Regions from separate parts of the Mus musculus genome. Here all the other regions are linked to region 1. Evidence: chromatin contacts called from public HiChIP or PLAC-seq data. All regions are on one chromosome and are shown on one strand. The core of a region is the stretch at or near the end of the contact, and the rest is flanking DNA. Distances in the headings are between cores, read along the strand shown.

The links. HiChIP or PLAC-seq counts read pairs in DNA pulled down with a chosen protein or histone mark.
Region 2: an H3K27ac HiChIP or PLAC-seq map of SST interneurons shows a contact between it and region 1, with 7 times the contacts expected there. The contact joins the enhancer-like site here to the promoter of Drd1 in region 1. A contact is called at or near these places in 3 of 39 promoter capture datasets (the 3T3-L1 cell line, frontonasal cranial neural crest and trophoblast stem cells), 3 of 484 Hi-C or Micro-C datasets (cerebral cortex, cortical neurons and frontal cortex), 5 of 115 datasets of contacts at active chromatin or transcription factors (SST interneurons, embryonic forebrain, embryonic stem cells and 2 more) and 2 of 9 other capture datasets (adipose tissue and pancreatic islet).
Region 3: an H3K27ac HiChIP or PLAC-seq map of SST interneurons shows a contact between it and region 1, with 7 times the contacts expected there. The contact joins the enhancer-like site here to the promoter of Drd1 in region 1. A contact is called at or near these places in 12 of 39 promoter capture datasets (the 3T3-L1 cell line, 3T3-L1-derived adipocytes, the HPC-7 cell line and 8 more), 2 of 484 Hi-C or Micro-C datasets (cortical neurons and nephron progenitors), 8 of 115 datasets of contacts at active chromatin or transcription factors (SST interneurons, craniofacial prominence, embryonic forebrain and 5 more) and 1 of 9 other capture datasets (adipose tissue).

What each region holds. Positions count from the first base shown.
Region 1 is chr13:54,054,273-54,059,097 of GRCm38.p6, forward strand. It overlaps Drd1 (dopamine receptor D1), which reads right to left and starts at 1,386. Exons shown (of 2, transcript NM_010076.3): 1 at 1,289-1,386; 2 at 1-341.
Region 2 is chr13:53,895,728-53,900,125 of GRCm38.p6, forward strand. No RefSeq gene overlaps it. Among named protein-coding and RNA genes, the nearest start is that of E130119H09Rik, 18 kb to the right of the region's middle. Within about 2 kb of position 2,429, at least 11 of the 459 cell types and tissues checked have an H3K27ac peak or open chromatin away from gene starts, as enhancers often do. A contact at or near this core is called in SST interneurons, where this site is marked.
Region 3 is chr13:53,863,385-53,868,033 of GRCm38.p6, forward strand. No RefSeq gene overlaps it. Among named protein-coding and RNA genes, the nearest start is that of Gm40954, 16 kb to the left of the region's middle. Within about 2 kb of position 1,902, at least 4 of the 459 cell types and tissues checked have an H3K27ac peak or open chromatin away from gene starts, as enhancers often do. A contact at or near this core is called in SST interneurons, where this site is marked.

The sequences.
Region 1 (4,825 bases), core at 136-2,635:
CCACCCAGCCCCTTCTCCAGCCCCAGTTGCTGTCTGGACAAAAGCACAATGGTGTTCCATCAGGAGCATCTCCATAGCAATCCAAGCCATACCAGGAAGAAGAGCCGCTTGCTTTCCACCTGTCTTCTGGGTTCAGTGCTCCAGGTCGCTGTTCCCTGGCATCCGCTGGTCCCTAGATTCCCCAAGGAATGCATAGGCTTTTAAGCATACTCTAAGAGTCTGGGGCCTCTTCCTGGTCAATCTCAGTCACTTTTCGGGGATGCTGCCTCTTCTTCTGAGACACAGCCTAAAATACATGCATTTCTCCTTCAAGCCCCTGGTGCCACATCTCTCCAAATGCCCTAAAAAGCAAAGGGAAACACAAAGTCGTTCACCAATACTCTGTGCAGACCTCCTATTTGGCTACACAAAATCTCAGCCCATCACCCCCTGGACAAGTCCATCAAGACCACCTACCTTGCTTTAGAGTCACTTCTCCCAAAACCCCTGGACTCAACGAGTCCCTCCAGCAGAGCAAGTGTTCCCCCTCCTCATGCAGAAAAATCTCTGGGATGGATTTGGGAAAGGAATCCCAGGCCAGGTGCCAGGGAAGCGGCGCCCCTCCTGCTACCTTGCCCACCTACAGATTGCTGCCCCCGCCCCCAGGAGGGTTCTCGGAGCTTCCTTGGGAGAGGAACCTCCAGGACTGGAACAGCTTCTGTCCTGTCTGAGGAAGCCCAGCTCTGGGCACCCCTTTGGCTCCTCGTTCTTAGGGCAGGACCCTGAGCCTCCTTGGGGAGCCACCCGCTCGCTCCCTGTCAGCAGTGGCAGGAGCTCCAGGCAAGCACAACAGCTCGAGCGAGCGAGGGCACCGGCCGGCTGGGTTCCAGCGGGGCACAGCCCACCCCGCCTCCGCGTCCCCTCCCGGCCCCGGTGGTGGGCTGAGCTTGACAGGCAGAGTGGCGGGCGACAGCCACACGTGGTTCACTGAAGGCACAGCTGGAGCAGGGGTGTGGGACGCCTACCTAATCGCTGTGCCCTCTCTGGCTACCTGATCCCCCCACCCCTCCCCGGGGGACCCTGGCACAAGACAGAACCTGAGGAACAAATCCTGATGCTCAAATCAAGTAAACCAAACTCTCGTTCAGCGCCTCTCCGGGTCAACTCCAAGTTCCACCCAAAGCTCGGGGTCAGAGCTGACCCTACCCACACCCACGCCCTGCTAGTCCTGGACACTGCCCACGTCGCTGAGTTGTCACTGAGTGCCCCGCAGCAGGGGTACGGGAAGCCCCAGGACGAGAGTGCTCACCGATCTGGGAGACCACGCTCCCCGACTCCGCCAACCCTGCGCCCTCTCCTGTGCCGCTCGCTCTGCTCTCCGCGCTCCGCCCGCCAAGGCGCTTCTGCGGTCAACTCACGAGTGCAGCCCGTGACCCGCGCCCCACAAGCACCCCAAACACGGTGCCGCACTCTCAGCAGGTACCCGGCGCCCTCTGCCGGGGCCTCTGGTTTCCTACACCCCGCCTGCGCCCTAGCAGGTTCAGATCACAGGGGCCTCAGCCAGTGTGTGTAACCAAGATGCAGGGCCTCGACCATGCTTTTCCCTGTCCCCTTCTGCCAGAATCTGGACGGTGAGAGGCAGGTCTTCCGCGCTCTAGCCTCCCTCGTTTGAAATGCCCCTAAAAACTCACAAGAATAAGAAGTCCCTTTGGCTAGCATTTTATTCTCTAAGCCATGATTTTCCTTTTGTGTCCCCTGTGTGCCAAGGCTGGAGCAGCAGTGAGAACAACATGTCAACTTATTGTGCAAGTGATCAGAGACCTGGCATAAACTCAGCAGCCTCTGTGTCCCCTAAACACACACACACACACACACACACACACACACCTCATGATGTTCGACATCTTGCAAAACTCCTTCCTTATTGGCTTGCACAGCTTCATTTCATCTGTGTGGACAGTGATGCTCAGAAAGACTGTGGGCTCTACTCCACGTTAACACAGTAGCTAATGAAGATGGTGGCCTGTCTGCCTGACTGTCGCTTGCACAGCCGTGTCTAGGATGGAGCCCACTATCTAAACAATTAGCACAGGGATAAAGCAGAGACAGGAATGTGTGGCCTCAGAGACGTTTAGTGCATAGACGCAGCCCCAGAGTGCCTTCCCATCTGTGTGAAAAGAGATTAAGTATGGAACTTGGAAATCACTTTGCCTGGACTCCTGTGCTTACTGATGTAAAAATTAAATGAAATACTTATTTAAGAGTTGGGACCAGATATGGACTCAGTCAGTCCTTGGTGGCCAGAAATTCTTCAGAGACCAGTTAAAAAAAAAAAAAAAAAAAAAAAAAAAAAAGGTAGTAGTCTTGTCTCCATGAGAACCACACACCACACTGAATGCCCGAATTTTCTCTATACAACCTAAATAGCTCTCCTAATTAGCCAGCAGAAATCATATCTTGGTTTTGGATGTAGTCAAATGATTGACACCAGTCCTCCTCCACCTGTGCTCCCGGTTTGTCCTCCCACTGGCAGTCTTGCTGCCACACACCAAGTTCCACAGACTGGTGATCAGACATATACCCCAAGAACCACATGCCTTTAGAATGGTGGCTCTCAACTTTCCTAATGCTGCAATATGTGGCAACCCCCAACCAAAAAATTATTTTGTTGCACTCTATAACTGTAATTTTGCTAGTGTTATAAATCATACTATAAATATGTGATATGCAGGCTGTCTGTTATGTGACCCCCCCCCCCCCCACACACACACACATACACATAAGGGGTCAAAATTCACACATTGAGAAACTCTGCTTTAGAGCCGTGAGTCAGCACAGGGTAAAACCCTCAGGGGATTCTCATCCCTGAAGCAGTCGCTCTCTACGCAATTGGAACTTTGTTTCACCATACTTCTTCATTTTTGACCAGCGAACACAAATTAGAGGATGTTTCCAGTCCAAGATGGTTGTGTGAGTCTGGAATTGCAACTCCTCTTGCTCTTCCTACCCTGCAATTCCCTGAAATGAGGAAGATGAGGACAAAGGGCCCTCTGGACGCGCAGGAAGCTGTGGAAACTTTAGGGATCCTTTAGGGCAGGACTGAGCACGCTGGAGGAGGGAGGACTCCCTCAGGGAGGGAAAGTGCTCCTCCAGCTAGCACTTGAAGAAGAAGCAACAATGTAGTAACACTTAGGATTGTAACAAGGAAGCTGGAGGTGACCTGAGGGCAATTTGAGGAGTAAGACTTCCCCTAATGACTTGCCAAGGACTCTGGAAAATGGCCACTGCTCTTTAAAGTAGAATGACAGCCATACTAAAGCTGCCTCTGGTGGCATCGTTTTGCCTGCAATGCCAGTCCGCAGCAGAAGAATTCATATAGAATGGGAGGAAAGGCTAGTCGTGGTGCACTGGACAACCTTGGTTTCTTCCAACACTCGTAGCTACTCAGAGAGATCTCTGGTTGAAAATGCCTCTAACCAGCCCAAACCTGTTTTCTTCTTCTTCAATGTCAGTTATCGCTTTGCTCATGATATTTCTCCACCCCAGGAAAATGTCAGCCATTTTGATATACAAGCATCAGGCTGTCTACTTTCCTGAAGAAATCAACAGGCAAAGAGAAGACGCCTGTGAACAGCAGAGATGGGAGAAGGGAGAGAATTACTCCAAAAGAGTTGAATTGTTTCTCCTTCGTGGGAAATGAGTGTGTTGGATTATTTCTCTATGGTCCTGTCATTTGGAAACAGGCACCCAGGACCCTTTCCTGTCAGGCTTAGCTCACTGGCATGTGAACCCAGTCCCTAGGAGGACAGGAATGGATAGAAGGTCTCTTAAATCTCAGGATTTCAAACATGCACAGTGTGGACATCATGGGGATCTCAAAGTTTGGCTAGAAATTTGGTTTTTGTTTTGGTTTCTGTGCCCCTCCCCCTTGGGAGTCAAGGTGAAGCAAATCTTCCAATTTATTCTTTAGAAATCTCCCTACAAACAGTAAGAACATGAATATAAATGCAAGCAGATATTAGCATTTGATCATGCTGGGAATGTAGACACAAACACAAAAGCATCTTTGTCTCCCAAATCAGCAAGTCTTTGTAGGTACACTGTGATTTATGCACGGTGAGGAGGTAAAGGTTAAAAAGATGTTTTCAATAACTTTTTTATTTTAGGACTGTAAACGTCAGTGAATACAGAAGGCACTGTCAGACGAATGCACTGTCAAGTGTTCTCAAAATTTATACGTAGGCAGCTTCTGGGATTATTAAAACTGGCTTACTAACTACCTAAAATGGTTGCTTGCAGTGTTAGCGAAGAGTGTTGATAGCTTGATCTTCAGCAAGTGACTACATTGCTCATTACAGACAATAAATCCCTAATCCCATGTCCTGTTTTCATCTTCCATAGCTATCATACAACTTTAAATCAACATGTGTCCCTTTGGGTAAAAATTGGCAGCTAGAGTGGCCACCATATTTACTATGGTTCTCTCCTTCTTCTTCCTCTTTTATAGGCTTAGGTGAGGTTTGGTTTGAGTTTTGTCTTTTGTGGTGGTGAGTTAAACCTGCAACCTCTCAGACACTGAGCAAGCCCTTCACCCCTTAGCCAGATTCCACTGTGTCTCCTCTACTACTTATCTTTTTATTTCTTCCTAACCTTTTGTTATGTTCACAAAAGCTTCCAGGTTTGCATCGCAGAGATAAGATCTGTCCTCGGCCTGCCCCCAAGTGATAGATAGCCATATATACAGAGGGACATCATAATGGTGTTCTTCCAGATCTCAAACATTTACACCTCAAAGTTGGACCTTTTTCTAACTCCCAGGGTCCTGTTAAGCTACCTGGAAACCATG
Region 2 (4,398 bases), core at 1,179-3,678, 160 kb before region 1:
GATATATAAGTGTAGATTTAATAATCTACCTTTTTTTCTATTATTCCTATATCCCCCTTTTTGTCTAAATAAAAAAGTAAAACTTTATCCAGTGGTAGGATTACTACAACCCAGATGGACTCATCATTGTGTGCCCCTTCATCTTCTTGAAAACCTAAAATGTTACTACTGTTAGGAATGGCAGAAAACCTAAATATTTTAAATGCTGTATTAGGCAGATCTCAGAAAGGTTTGAGGACCTCGATTTATTATACATCCAAGGTACAAACTTTGTTCCTAGTTACTTGCTTCAGACTGTAACCCAAAAACATGTACAGGAAGCTAGGTGAAGCTTATATCTGGAATTAATTAGTACTCTGTGTGATTATAGTATCATGACAGAAAGTTTAAATATGCATGATGATCATATATATGTATACATATACACATACACATACATATATACATATTTATACACGCACACATATATATATATATATATATGACATAATATCTTCAGAGAGTCAAATGAAAACCAAAAGATTATGAGATTAGTGGTACGAGAATAGTTCCTTATTTACCAGGAGGCTCTTCCGATATGAGACAGAGATTTGGGATTTCCCTTTGCCAAGCACGTGTGAGTTTAGAGAAGGAGAGAGCCATGCTCCATCACCAAAGCCAGCTTTAATTTTTAATTGAATTGGGACCACAAAAGAGCATTTGCCACTCTGTCTGTAGAGGGCCGCAGAGATGAGCTGGAGGTGGGCGGTGCCACTTGACCATCTGCTTTGCTCTGTTTCTTGGGACATTTTCTCTTGATGATCAGTCCCTTTTCTTCAGATGTTTCATTTGTCCAGTGGTCTCTGGATTCCTTGGTTGGGTGCTTTTATTGTCTTGGAAAAATAAATACAGATCCCTTCCTCATCCCTAACTCTGGGGGTTTAATTTTTTGGCTGGTTATATCTTTCCTAGGGCAAAAATTTTTTTTTGGGGGGGGGCAACAGAAAAACTATTTTCTTTCTATTGAAATTTTTAAATTTTTCTTTTGAATTTTTGAAAAAACAATATGTTAGTGGATAAATGTGCCTATATTCCCCTTTCTCTTTATAATATATAATTTCAAGGTTTGGTGTATTTATTTTTAGATCACAAAGGACAGTCACTTTGAATTTCAGGTTGCCTTTTGCAAGTGGCTTTTAAATTTAGATCACTGTAATTCTTATTTGCCTGCCTGTGCCTCCCAAGCACTGAGATTAAAAACGTGCACCTCTCTAGTGCTGGGATTAAAGCATTCATAGTAACTCTAGAATCTAAAAAACAACTCACTTATAGAGATCTGCCTGTCTTTGCTGGGATTAAAAGCATGGGCTACCACCACCTTGCTCAAATATTTCATCTTAGCTCCAAATCACTCCAATTCTTAGAGATTTAGAAAACAAGTCTGAACTGTAGTAACCCTCCGTGTTTTCTTAAAACATTTTCAGTCTCTTAACTGTGTTTTTAATACCAGGCCACAAAAATATCCCATTTATCAAAAACAAAAGAACTCAAAAGCTGATGTCCAAGTCCAAGGTGAGTGTGCCTTTGGTAAATTGTCACACACACATACATATATCCAAATGAAGATTCAGAAGCCAGATGCTTTGGTAATAGCCTGCTAGCACAGAGAGGCAGAGAAAGTACCCAGCTGACTGACCTTCCTACTCTACCGACATCCGCAGAGGAAAAGGCTTATAAACCCATTGTCTTATCAACCTGTCTAAACTCAATGACCTTCCTTTCTTTCTCCCTGTCAGATGGCTACTTGTTCAACATCTTGACCTATCATTGACTTTATTTACTCCTGCTTACAGAAAGCTCTTTGGATGAGAGGTGTGTGCTGAGGAAGGCTGAGCCGCACCACAACAACCTGTCTACATTAAACAGAAAGCTCTTGGATTAAAGGTGTGTGCTGGGCTGAGCCATACCACCAGGTTTTTTCAGTTCACAATCTTGGGGTTCACAATGTGCTCAAACATCCCCAAACTCCCAACAATGACCCTAAAAAGGCGATGTTGAAGAGAAATATATTGGACAGATTATGACTTTCCTTGTACTTCAAATTTTCAACTCTAAGGTGGACATAATTACACTGCTCTGGGCCTCTAAGATAATCAAATAGAATGCCACTAAAAAGACAACTAAAGCTGGGGTCAGTGAAAGTTCATGGGGGACTTCTATCCCACACCTAGCCTTAATTCCCCGTTGACAAGAGGAAAGGAATTGTTCCAACGGTGACCTTAAGGTCTCATGCAGCCCTTCTGCCAATGCCTGAAACTATTCAGTCTGGACCCCATGGCCCTGATTGGGGGTTGGGGGGCAGGGTAAGATTTGCTCTGGACAAAGCTTTCACAGCTCCTCTGAGGGAGTCCTGCTGGGAGTCAATTTAGCCATGAGGCTAAAGTAAACAAGATTGATCCTGGAATAGCCACCGAAGCATCATTCAAACCTATGTAGGACACCGATTGTGTAGCACAGCTGTCTCTGAGACTCAGGCCCTGGTGAGGATGCGTCCTGGGGAATAAACACACAGGAGGAAGCTGTTCACAATGCCAGTAGCCAATTGTCTGGCACAGTTTCATTGTGAACCAAAGGAGCACCACTGTGGCTTGCCTCACTGTTCAAGGGTCTTCTTTACAGATTTCTGCATTTGTGTTATGAGGCTTTGATGAAGTGGAGATGCGGTAACGCAAACGGCAAAGTTCAAGCCGGCTTCCGAGGCTTCCTAAAGCTAATTTATGATTTCCAGCTTTTCAAACACTCTTCTAATGGGCACTTTGACTCCTACAGAATTCGCCTCTCAAAAATTACTCCACAGCCTCCCTCCCTTGGCTTTCCTGGAAGCAATTTCTCACTCTCAATTGTGAAATACATCTGGACTTCGAGAGGATTCTAATTCAGGCGTTACTGACTCGCTGCTCTCCGACAAGATGTTATTTTATGAAGGCATCTGCAAACACCCCCCAGTGTCTCTTCAGTGATCTCTTTAAATGTGCCTTGGTACAGCTGCCACGGAAGGGATGCTGTACGCCCTGTGTGTGTAATTTTTAACCTTCATCTTGGCAACAGAAAATGGAACTCAGGAGTGTCAGGAGTTTTCCACTGAGCTGAAGGTAACGGGGAAGCTTCCCTAAGCGAACGTCCCTTGTGAACAACAATGTTGGTAGCAGGTCGAGGTGCACAGTGGGATTGAATGTGGCCTTTTCACCCCAGTTTGGCGCCTCTCCGTGCTCAAGTGGCTGCTGGCTTTCTCCGCTTCCTAGCTGGCTAACTCCCGCCCACTACAGCAGGAAACACCCTCAACTGTACCACTAGCTACTTCCTAAATACGGGCGGGCGCAACAAACTTTGATTCAAAGTTTTTAGTTGACGCACATTAATCACACATGGCATGCCCAGTATAATTAATAATCAAAGCAGAGTGGCTGGCATATCTGTCACCTAGAACTAAGATCATGCATGCCAGGAGCATTAGAGGTCTCTCTACTACCTATTTCAATACAGAGCTGTTTTCCACCACAGATCCCCATCAAGCTACAGAGCATTGAAAGTTATGCTTTATGTCCAGCGCTCCCTTCGCCTGCAGACCATCTCTCCCTGCCCTCCTACTCACACCTTTCCCAGTCTCTAGTCATGTGGATATTTTTACATTTACTTTATATTTAAAATATATTTACATTATTTCTCCTCCCCTTCTCTATCCAATTCCATGTCCCCATTCCACCCACTCCCTCTCAAATTTCTGGCCTCTTTTTCTTTATTATATATAAAATTAAATGTAATAGATTGTATACAAATATAATATATTATATAATATATTATATAAATATACGTCTTATTATATTTATATAAATATATTATATTTAAATAAATATATTATATTGCATAAATATAATATAAAATATAATATTTTATATAGTATATATATATATACATACGTGTGTGTGTGTGTGTGTGTGTGTGTATTCTCCATAGTCTAGCTCCATTGGCTTTTCACTCTCAATTGTAAAGTATATCTGGACTTCAAAAGGATTCTAATTCATGCATTACTGACTTGCTGCTCTTTGACAAAATGTTATTTTATGGAGACATTTGCCCTACACACACACACACACACACACACAATTCAGCCCTCTGAGTCTGTTTAGTACTGATTATATGTATGTAATTTCAGGGCTAACCACTTGAGACTGGAAAACCAATTAGGCTGATCCTCCCTGGGGAAAGACTATTTCTCCCACTCCCGTGGGGATTTTTTGTGGTAGATTTAACGCATGTTTCCCTTCACCCTGGGAAAGGATCACATGCCACTGCATGCAGTACATACACAGGACCAATTCCTGATATATATGACCTTCCCCTCGGCTGCCATCTCTACCC
Region 3 (4,649 bases), core at 652-3,151, 190 kb before region 1:
CAAGTATACTCTAAGGAGACTGGCAACTGTAAGTACAGTGAGAATATAGTAGAAACTTTATTTTTCTACGTTTACATCTGTTTAATAATATTTGAGAATTTGAGCACATAATTTATAAATAAAAGGAATGGCAGCCAGGACCTTTCACCTACTAATGGCACATGATCAGGAAGCATGGGGACCACTGTAATAAAGAATGCAGCTCGGGGCTGGAGAGATGGCTCAGAGGCTAAGAGCACTGGATGCTCTTCTAAAGGTCCTGAGTTCAATTCCCAGCAACCACATGGTGGCTCACAACCATCTGTAATGAGATCTGATGCCCTCTTCTGGTGTGTCTGAAGACAGCAACAGCATACTCATATACAATATAAATAAATAAATAAATAAATAAATCTCTTTTTAAAAAGGAATGCAGCTGGAGGTGGAATTTCTGGGAGTTTTCACTTCCATCTTTTAAATATTAGCAAATTATAAAATTAGAATATTACCCATCTTCTCCCAACAGTGTCCGAGAGGACTATATTTGCTGGAATTCGTCGGAACATCAAGGATGCTACATTGTCCAATTTCATACAGGTTTTTATCGTTGAAATAAATCACTACACAATAGAAAATAGCACACCCAAAGCTTTATGGTCGTATCGCCATCAGTACAACGTGTCTATCTTAGCAGTTGTCAAAGTAGCAGATGACAGTAACATAGGTCAGACTCTAAGATAAATTCTTTTTATTAAGTCTGTTTATTTTACATTTTAGGAGAGGAATGTTCCAGGACCACATTCTAAATATGTGTGCCATCTGCTCTGAAAGCTGACCTGAGTCTACGTGAAGTGAAGTAACATCTGTCCTCCAGATGTTCATATGATAGGAGAATTAATATTTAAAATTCTAGGATCCATGGAAAAGTCACAAAAGTGCAATCAAATGAAGTAAAGCAAGCCAGAGATTTCAGAAGCCCCTGGGTTATAACTTCTGACACTGCACCAGGACACCTGGGACGGGTTTCCGGCAGAAGGATGTGTGTGGAACACAACACCCTTGGCTTCTGATCTACAGAGAACTTAAGGGTTCTTTGGAGTCAGTTGTGTTGCCTGGTGTTTTGCTGAGGCAAACATGTGAAGGAGTGTTTTCCTGAAGTGGACACAGGTGAAAAGGCTAAGGCAGACTCATGAAGGAAGATTTTGCTGAAGCAGACACAGGAGAGAGGATGTTCTGCTAAAGCAAGCACATGAAAGAACACTTGATGAAGGATTCTTTGCTGATGACGTGCAAGTATTGGCCTGCCTTACACTGTATAGTTGAGCTTCATTTGTTGGGGCTCCATAGAGAGAAAAGAAACACACCAAAATTACTTCTGGTGGTGTGCTGTAGTTTCTTGCCCCTTCCATGAACTTGGGCTGATTGGCAGAGTGATGTCAGTTGAAGCAAGACTCATGAAAGACACATGATGTTTTAAGGTAGTATAAATAGGACTTGATGGACAGTAATGGGGGCTAAGCAACTCTTGCTTACAGAGCTAACTGTGCAATGCCTCTGGGTCTCGCATGTTCTTTGCCGATCTTCACTTCCCTGAGAGAGGTACAGCCAAGAACTTTCCCTGGCATTGCTCTTGGTCCCTCGTGCTGACTCGGGCTGATGCTGAGGCCTGGCTGTCTCTGCTAGATAGTGCCACTGCTGCTGATTCGTGTCTGCTATCCCGACTCTACCGAACTGGACAGTTGATGTATCTGTGAGGTGTTTGTGAGTAGGTCGAGCTGCAACTGCCTTCTAACCTGTGAACTAAACTGCCAATTTCCAGACAGCACAACCCCTCCCTGAAGGCTGTTGAGACCCTGAGACAAGGCTGGCACCCTTTAGTCCCTGTGTCAGAAGCAGAGAAAGTTGGAACAGAACAAGCCTGTGCCTCACAGTGACTAATTTTAGGGACATCAAACTCGGGACAAGTCCTTCGATCGACCTCACATGTATGCCTCCAGATGAAACTATTTCAAGCCTGAAAAAGAATTCTTCTGAGGAAAGGATTTTTTTTTTTTTTCATTTCTCATAAACAGCTAAGTTTTATAAAGAGACACGAGGAGCTAAAATTGAACTGCCTCAATTACTTAGCTTCCAAAGTTACTTATGAAACTCACAAAGCACTTTTGCAAATTGCCAACAGCCATGAGAAAGAGGTTTTGCAAATCCCTACAGGAAGCAAACCCTGTATCCCCGGCAGACTTCTCAGGTCTCCTGCTCCACTGTTGAGTGGCTTCCCACGCATGCATGCTCTCCAGACAATGGGTCTGAAGGCAGCAGATTGGATTCTGATTCCTGAAGAGGAAGCCATCTCCAAATTCTGATAGGCAATACAGTACCCCCACCTCAAACAAAACTCAGCTTCCTTCGTAGGGACGCCTGCCCTTGGTGTTCTGGACTGTTCTGCAGTTTGTTTTTGCTTGGGCAACATCTGACTCATTATTGAAACTGCCAAGAGGGAATCTGCTTTGCATAAGGAGATAGATATAAGGGTTTACTCTAACCCAGGCTTAATGTTCCCAACAGGATGACTGAATATCCATCAACGGGAAAAGGAACCCAGAATAGTGCGCACAGACTCACATTCATTTCAAAAGCATGGTGCTGAATTAGAACATACCACTAAATGACTCCTAGAATTTGGTCATTTATGTAATAATCTGCACTATATCAGCAATAAAAGTGTAAATATACATGGATGTCCCACCTTCATTATATTCCCAAAATTTGGAACTCAATCACAAATGTTAATTACATTTGGAGTTGAGGGCCTTTAGAAAGTGATTGGTCATAGCACTTTGCCCAAGTGAATAGGGTGATCCATTCCTAGATTAACAGATTGCTAATTTATCAAGAAATAGCTTTTATATAACCTCACCCCTTTCTTCAAAGCTCACCTGCTTCTCTGCATGAGCCACTGTTATGATACAATGCTGTTCAACTTCCTAGAGTCCAGATCTGTCCATCACACAAACCTCTATGTTTTATAAATTATGTAGTCTATGGTTTTCAGCTATACCAACATAGAATATGCTAATTCAGAGGAGATTTCTTGTTGTAGTTTGAGTCAGAAATATGTCCCATAAGTGCATGCGTTTGAAATATTACTTTTCTGTTGCTGTGATAAAATACCATGACCATGAAATGAAAGGCTTATTTGGGCTTATGATTACAGAGGGTTGGAGTCCATGATTGCAGGATAGAGACAGAAAGCATGGTGGCTACAGGGGAGAGCTGAGGACTCACATCTCAAAGCACAGGCAGAGAGCAGCGAGAACAAACTAGAAACAGCTCCCAGTTTTAAAACTTCAAATCCCACCTTCATCCAGTAAAACCTTTAAAGTCCCTAGTCAAATGTATATTGCCTCGTTTTCCCCAGACACTGGATTCTCTAGCATCTGGTCATCTTTCTCATATACATCTCTCTAACTAGATTGCAAGTTCTATCGTATGGGTGAATGACCCAGCCTGAAATTCAAATGTTGAAACCTGTTGGGCACAATTATAACATGAGTAGAAAGGGGTAGCATTTGGGTAGGTTTAAGGATTCAAGTATCTGAGCCTATGGAGAAACATTTCATTTAAAGCCCACAGATGCTAGTGAAATAGCCAACCAGCAGAAAGTGAGAGTGCTCAGTGGAACCAAGCCCCACCCAAAAGCTAGCACTTTTCCTGACTTTTCCTGACTGCAAGCATACCTTTTATGATTTTTAAATTACCAGAGTTTAGATTCAATCTTGACCAAAAAAAAAACACTAAGAAAAAAACACTAAGTCTTTTCGGGCCTGATACACCATTCCACAAACCTGTTTTAGCTCAGCTGGGGTATGGCCCCAGAGCCTTTGCCTGCCATTTCTAGGTATAGGCTGGGGTATAGCAGCAGAGCCCTTGCCTGGCATTTCTAGGTACTGGGCTCCATTTCTAGCATTGCAAAATCGACTTGGGAGATTTTAAAATGCAGTGCTGGTATATGAATAGATTAATCCATATGTGTAGACTGTACTTATGGCTCCACATGTATCCAAATTATTAAATGGGAAGGGAGTAAGGAATAGTGAAGACAAGGTAGAGGAAAAGAAGAGCTGCTCTGTGCTGGGAGGTCTACTGTTGTTATTTAAACCCCAGAGAGCCCTGGGATGGCAGTACTAAGCCCACTTTACATTTAATTGTAATGACAGCAACAGTTATTGAAACACTGGAGCTTCTGTGGCTGCCAATGGCATTTATTGGGCCTTTGTCACCTGTCAGGCACAGTGCTAAAAGATCTGGACCAACTGTCTGATTTGGCCTTGTTTCCTCATCCCATGTCCTGATGCTTCATGCAATTTACAGAGCATAGATCTGCAGAGATGCACGTTCTGATTGGGAAAGCAGGGGTCCAGGTGCCTGCTCCTTGCTATTCCATAGCAGGACTATAGGCCGGAAGGCTAAGACAGTCAAAGTCCTCACCTAGGATGCAGGAGTAGTAAGTGGATCACTGGAAACTTTAATTCATTTGACCTGATTCCCCAAATTGCTTTCTCCAGGCAACTAACCTATCATGAACGCTCCAGAGGGTCCAGGGCTACATTATTTGTGCTTGAAACTCGAGGGTCTAGAGGCAGGAGCACTGTGGTTTCCAGCCTATTGACTCT